Linked DNA regions of Sus scrofa: region 2 is linked to region 1. The links are chromatin contacts, called in public Hi-C maps. All regions are on one chromosome and are shown on one strand. The core of a region is the stretch at or near the end of the contact, and the rest is flanking DNA. Distances in the headings are between cores, read along the strand shown. Region 1 has its middle 60 kb from the start of TIPARP. Region 2 has its middle 31 kb from the start of CCNL1.

Region 1 (3,113 bases), core at 547-3,046:
CCGAGATGTCCCTGCTCTTAGGTCAGTCTCTCCCAACAGGGAAAAAATGAAGCTGCATAATAAATTAGCTTAAAGGGAATGAATTAGGAATATGTTGTAATGGTTTATGCCACCCAGAAGCAATACATTTTTTTAAGACAACCTCTAAAGAGGAGACACCTTGGAGGAACAAGTTTCCTTCTCCCCCGCCCCCCTCCCCTTTGTCAGAGGGGATCCAAGAATCTCAAATCAAGAATTGAAGAATTCCTAAATTCTCTTCCAAAGAGAATTGTCTGGAGCTAAACGTGGCTTTCCCCTGCCTCACTTCTGACCTTGGTAATCAATGGGCTAGGGAATTGAACACTCTGCACCCACACAAAACTGAAGATTGCATGGAGTTGTGGAAAATTCTCCTTATTAAGCAAAGATAAATCTGCATTCCTGTTATAACTCTTGTTACTTGACAAGTGGTTTGAGCTAATCATTTGGTCTCTGTGAGTCTCACTTATACATTGGACTAATTGTCCTCTGTTTGCAGGGTGGTATGAGGCTTGGAAATCACGAATGAAAAGGCTTGGCGCAAAGAAGATCCTCAGAGCCAAGGCTAAGTGTTCCATTAACGACAGTTCTAAGTAGTACCTGAGTAAGAATTCACATATATGGATTGTCTCTGTGTCATTTCAAATGGGTGTCAGAATCTCTTTTTAAAATTTATTTAAATGCTCTCAAACACATAAAAATATAGAAAATAGTAAAATAACTTTCCTGTACTTATTATGTGGTTTCTACAAGGATCAACAGATTGCCTTGCCTTTTTGTAATTCTGTTCAATTTTTTAAATGATGCAAAAAAATGTAACAATCCCTTTGGTAACCTATGTGTGGTACTTTTTAAACACTCCGACAGCTGGTGCTACCTTTGGGGAGAAGGCGAAAAAGGAACACTAGAAAAATGCAGTGTTAAGTCAGCACCCTAATGACAGATAAACATAGTGACTCTCTTGACCTACAAAACTCATCTCAACTCAGCCCGAGTCCACGAGTTATGTCGACAAACAAGCCAGCTGCCTGGCTAGGGTTCCCACTGTTGGTGGCTTTCTATTATTATCTCCAACTGAGACAGACATATTTCCAAAAAGCACAGAGGGACTTGCTGGTCTGAGCACAGGAAGAGTGTGATCACTGGAAAAACCATAAAGTGGGATCACGTCCACCCATCCCTCCTCTGGGCTGCATGTTTTGAGCAGAAAACCATGTCAGAGCAACTCCTTCTCAGGGTGAAGAAAGAAACACTGATGAGGCTGGAACCCCGGATCTGGTGTGCTGGGAGGAAAGTCTGCTATTCCAGAGCGTGAGGGTGTTCATGACAGACCCAGGGATGTGAGCACTTTTACAAGGTGACATGTGGCACTTGTCATTAGTTCCTAAGGCTCAGAGTTTTTGAATCATGAGTCTGATGTGCTAAGACCCCCAGTGAGAATGTTTATTTATTATGTTTATTCATAAGTTAACCATTGAAAACAGACCAGCCTATAAAGAATGATCCTACCCCAAACAAACAAAATACAAACAGGAAGAAAAACAAACAGAATAGTTCAGAACTTAGCTCTGCTGACTGTTCAGAGTATAAATCTGAATTCAGCATCTTCTAGTTCTTTTTCAATGATCCAGGGCTGAAGACAGCTCCTGGGGGGTCAGGAAGGCTGTGCTGCAGCAGCTCTGAAGTCATGGAAATCTGGGACCCTTAAGAGAGTGTGCAGGGACTCGAGGGACCAGCAGCTGTGACTTTAGTTGGGTTGTTTTGGTCCTACCCTGCTCGCCTCAGGAATCTGCTGGGAAACTTCCCAGGAAATTTCACACATGTGGTTGGACACCTGGTCCCAAGAAGACTGCAAAGCACCTGATCCCACTGCGAGCCTGCCTGTCCTTCTAGAAGGGAGGGCTTTCCCACAGTAGAAGCTAGCTTACTGGGAAACTCCCCTTGAGCTTGACGTGTCACCCACTTGCATTCCTGCGGGTCACTTACCTGCCTGCCTGACTCCCAACCTGGAAGTTGATAATCCCCTGAAACAACTCGCTCTGACTACAAAGTGATGAGGCTTATCTCCTGGAGGCAGACCTGGAACTGTCATGTTACCATTCAGTCACACTGGGCAGGGGACGCACTTAGACCACGTTAGAGGACAGAGAGGGCAAAAAGGTGTCATTTTTTACTTAAAGCACTAAAACCTGTTAATCACCATAAAGGAGGGAGGAGGGAGGACAAAAAGGAGAGGAGAAGGGAAGGAAGGAAGTGTGGGCTGCCGGCCACTAGTCACAAATTAGTGAGAAGTCTAGCTCCCAATTTATATTTGTTTTATTTTTTTTTTAATTTTCAATTTTTTTGGGTCTTTTTGGGGCTGTACCTGTGGCATATAGAAGTTCCCAGACTAGGGGTCAAATTGGGGCTGCAGCTGCTGGCCTATACCACAGCCACAGCAACACCAGATACAAGCCGTGTCTGTGACCTACACCACAGCTCATGGCAAGGCTGGATCTTTAACCCATTGAGGAAGGCCAGGGAGCGAACCCACATACTACTCATGGATACTAGTCGAAGTCGTTACTGCTTCACCACCATGGGAACTCTCCAATTTATATTAATTTTAAACTAAAACCATTTACTCCTTTGCTAGAATGGTTTACCATCCTTCGGGTAAAATTTTTGTTCAATCTGATATCAAGAGGGGCGACAAGTTGGCAAAAAAGTGACAATCTTGGGGAGACAATCCCTTAGTGATGCCACATCTTGCCCTGACTGTCTTACAGCTCTTTGTCTTTTTTTAAAAATTGAGGTATAGTTGATGTATAATATTGGGTAGGGTATAGGTATACAATATAATGATTCATAATTTTTTAAGGTTATACTCCATTTATAATTGTAATTAAATATTGGCTATATTCCCTGTGTTGTGCAATATATCCTTGTCATTTATTTTATACTTAATAGTTTGTACCTCTTATTCCCCCACCCCTTTCCCACCCCTCCTCCTTACCCCTCCCCACTGGTAACCACTAGTTTGTTCTCTATATCTGTGAGTCTGTTTCTTTTTTTCTTACATTCACTAATTTGTTTTATTTTTTAAATTATCACAT
Region 2 (3,418 bases), core at 757-3,256, 420 kb before region 1:
TCTGTGGGTAGGCACTGATAACATTTCCCTGGCATGACTGTTGTGAGAATTAATGATAAACATAAAGGACATTGGTATAGCGTAGGAGGTATTTGATAGATCTGATTATCATCACTTCCTTAAAGGCACAGCACAATCTCACCAATCAGATAAGCTGACCCTTGTGTCATGGCTCAGAGGATCTCTCCTTTTCCCCCACACACTGGTGCTGCTTACTGCCTATGTTATTCCTTGAGCAATGACAACACTGGCAAGTGTCATCTCTTGTGTCCAGCCTAATTCTTCAACAACTCCAATCAGAGCTGGGACTGTCCTTTATACACACTCTAGATGCCTAGTCTTAACCAGGGACCCAAAACAGTCAGTACTAAGAACTTTTTTTTTTTTTTTTTGCTTTTCAGGGCTGCGCCCGCGGCATGTGGAGTTTCCCAGGCTAGGGGTTGAATCAGAGCTGTAGCCGCTGGCCTACGCCACAGCAATGCCAGATCCAGATCTGCATCCTATACCACAGCTCACGGCAATGCTGGATCCTTAACCCCTGAGCGAGGCCAGGGATCGAACCCACAACCTCATGGTTCCTAGTTGGATTCCTTTCCACTGTGCCATGATGGAAATGCCTAGAACATAACTGTTGATGACAAACTAACTGAAGTCCATTCCCAAGTATTTATGGAGTATTTACCAAATGTCAGGTGAGGGTCCAGGGCTCTGGGAACAGGGAGGTGATTTAAACCCAGCCCCATACTGAGGGATCTCCTTCAAAGGCCCGGAAGAGTTTGTGCACCTTTCTAAGTTAAGCATCCAATTCCTAGGGAAGGACTTTGAGTCTGGTGCACTGTGTCTCGAATGGGAGGCAAAAGCCAAGTCCACAGCCCAGAGCCTTTCACCCTGGAGAGTACATAGCATGGCCTTGAGTGCCCAGGGACCCTGAGGCCACTCGGACCTCCCAAGCTGTTCCAACCACCAGCACCTGAAGACTGGCCAGCAAGCAGCCCTTGCTCTCATGGGGGTAGGAGACTGTGAGCGCAGAGATGACCATGCTCTGACCACGAGGGGGCAGTGTTGGACCGCGGATGGCAGAGAACTCAGCACGAGATAGATTCCCTGGTGACTCACTCCAGCAATGCGGTATCTGCATGATTTGTTTTTGGGTGGAGTGGAAAAGGAGAGAATGGGTCGGAAAAAATGAAAGCATCCCTTCAATTTGCAAACTGCCACAGTCATGAGTTCAACCAATGTTCAACCGCCTCAAGTATTTTTAGTGCAAAGAAATGAGGTGATGAGAGTTTCAGAAAACAAGCACTGTCGAAAACCCCAAATGATAATTGACGAAACACTATGCATTAGCAAAAGTTTACTCTTTCTCTTGCAAAAACAAACTGACATTCCCCCCACCCAGGAACAGGAAAGCTTTCAGAAGTTAAAAGAAATATACAGTTGACTAAGCACCCCCACACACACCCTGCCCCCAAGAGAATAAAGAACCTCCCCTCTTATCTGGGTTCAGAACTGGACAGCAACCCCAGTGTGGGCACTTCATAAATATTCAATGATGAAGATGTGGAGAGTGCAAAGGAACCATTTTGTCATTTTAAGAACCCTTCTGAAATGCCGGTGATGGAATCAGGATCTGAACTATCCTTTGCAAATCTTGAACATTTCAGAAAAGCCCAATTCAGCTGGTCATGAGGGATGAAACCAAACAGGGACTGGATTAAAGTCTCCAGGAGTTTGGGGTTGTGACTGTCCTTACAAAGAGCAGAGCAAACTGAAGCAGTGGGTGGGATTTTTTTAAACCACCACTCCCCAAACCTCCAAGCCACTGGGATTCAGTGAGTCCCCTTTGTGGAAAAGTTCTGCCTTGCTCCCCTGTACCCTGGCTGCGCAGGCTATGCCTGTGAACACACAGTTAACGTCGGAGCAGGGTGCGGCAGTCCCTGGGCCATCTTCCACCATCCCCAGCCTGCTGTGTCAACTGAGCTGAGGGACATTCGGAGAGAACGTGGTGAAACCAACACATTGGTATGTTGCCCTGTCAAGGTCTGCTTGTTTTGGCCCCGGTACACATGGCCTTGGCCCGTGTCATCTTGATAAACAGAGATGAATGCACCTCAGTAACCATCGCCCAGACTGCTTGGGTCGGTGAGGCTGTATTCTGGTGGAATTGTGCCCGCGGGGCTTGGAGATCTTCCACAGAGAGCTGGCTCTCTCTGCCCCCACAGAGACCCCTTTCTGGTGCTAAGAAACGCTCTCCGTTTGCCAGTGGTTGACTCAAGCCAGAGCAGGGCGGGGGCAGCCACTGCTTGGGTGTGGGCCTGGCTAACTTAGAATACAGAACAGCCCTATTTCCTCTCACCAGGCCCCCCAAGCTCCACCCACCACACACATGGCCACCCCTAGGAGCAACCTCTAATCCTCCAGGCACTAGAGCTGGGGTGGCAGGGGGGGGGGGTCGCTCCTCCTCCCTGATGGCTTCCCCGTTGCTTGGGCTCCTGGGAAGCTCTGCGGCCGACACCATGATGTAAAGGACAGTAGGCGTCAAAGCCCCCCCTCACAGTCCCTCACAAACTTGCAGCCAGTGGAGTGGTGGTCAGGCCCCAGGAAAACCATGGCATTTGCCACAGCCTTAGCCTGTGTGTGTGCATGTGCACACACACTTCTATTTCTAGCGCTCCCCTTTCCTCACTCCTGCCATGCACCTTGGCAAAACCTGTCCTGTCATTCATCTCTCAGAGACCGACCAAGCACCCACATGCGCAAGACAAACCTTTGCAGAGAGAGGCAGACGGTGGCTCCCTCCTCCCAAATCCAAGAGCCCAGGGAAGGAAAATAGTATTAACTGAGTTCGTGTTTCGTGTCAGAAACTTTAGATGTAGGACTTCTCTCAGTCTGGCCTCTCACCTGAGAGTAAGGCCTCGTTATTGCCATAAGAAGCAAGAGCAGGGACGCTGCCACCTGACTGCCTGAGTTCCAAGTCCAGCTTTGCTCCTGTGACCGTGGCTAGGTGACCTCACCCACATGCCTGCTTCATGGGGAAAATGGGACTCAGGCTATTGTGAGCTCGGAATGACAACGTACATAAAAAGTGCCTAGAGCAGCAGTGTCATGTCATCACATTCTATTAGCTTTATACGTTAAAGAAGAGGAGACAGAGGCCACAGATCGGGTGTTAAAGTGTGGTTCCTGGTGGGCTCCATGCTAATGCTCTCCCCAGTGTTCTTTTAAACATTGTGACGTGTCATTCCCCACCCCTCCCTCACCCCCAGGGATGGTTACAGTGGGCCTTGAAAGTGAGTTTTGGACTAGTGTATGGGAGAGAGTTTGGAGGACCAGAGCCATCTGAGTCTTGTTTGGGCCCTGAAATTGTATCCCTTGAGCTGGGTGCTGCCCGCTGTCGGCGGTGGGCTCTTTCCCCACC

The links. A called contact is a pair of places that touch in the nucleus more often than the background predicts.
Region 2: a contact with region 1 is called in a Hi-C map of skeletal muscle, with 3 times the contacts expected there. The contact joins two enhancer-like sites. A contact is called at or near these places in 1 of 47 Hi-C or Micro-C datasets (skeletal muscle) and 1 of 2 datasets of contacts at active chromatin or transcription factors (alveolar macrophages).

Annotation. Positions count from the first base shown.
Region 1 is chr13:96,555,309-96,558,421 of Sscrofa11.1, reverse strand. No RefSeq gene overlaps it. Among named protein-coding and RNA genes, the nearest start is that of TIPARP, 60 kb to the right of the region's middle. Within about 2 kb of position 1,796, at least 2 of the 83 cell types and tissues checked have an H3K27ac peak or open chromatin away from gene starts, as enhancers often do. A contact at or near this core is called in skeletal muscle, where this site is marked.
Region 2 is chr13:96,971,344-96,974,761 of Sscrofa11.1, reverse strand. No RefSeq gene overlaps it. Among named protein-coding and RNA genes, the nearest start is that of CCNL1, 31 kb to the left of the region's middle. Within about 2 kb of position 2,006, at least 20 of the 83 cell types and tissues checked have an H3K27ac peak or open chromatin away from gene starts, as enhancers often do. A contact at or near this core is called in skeletal muscle, where this site is marked.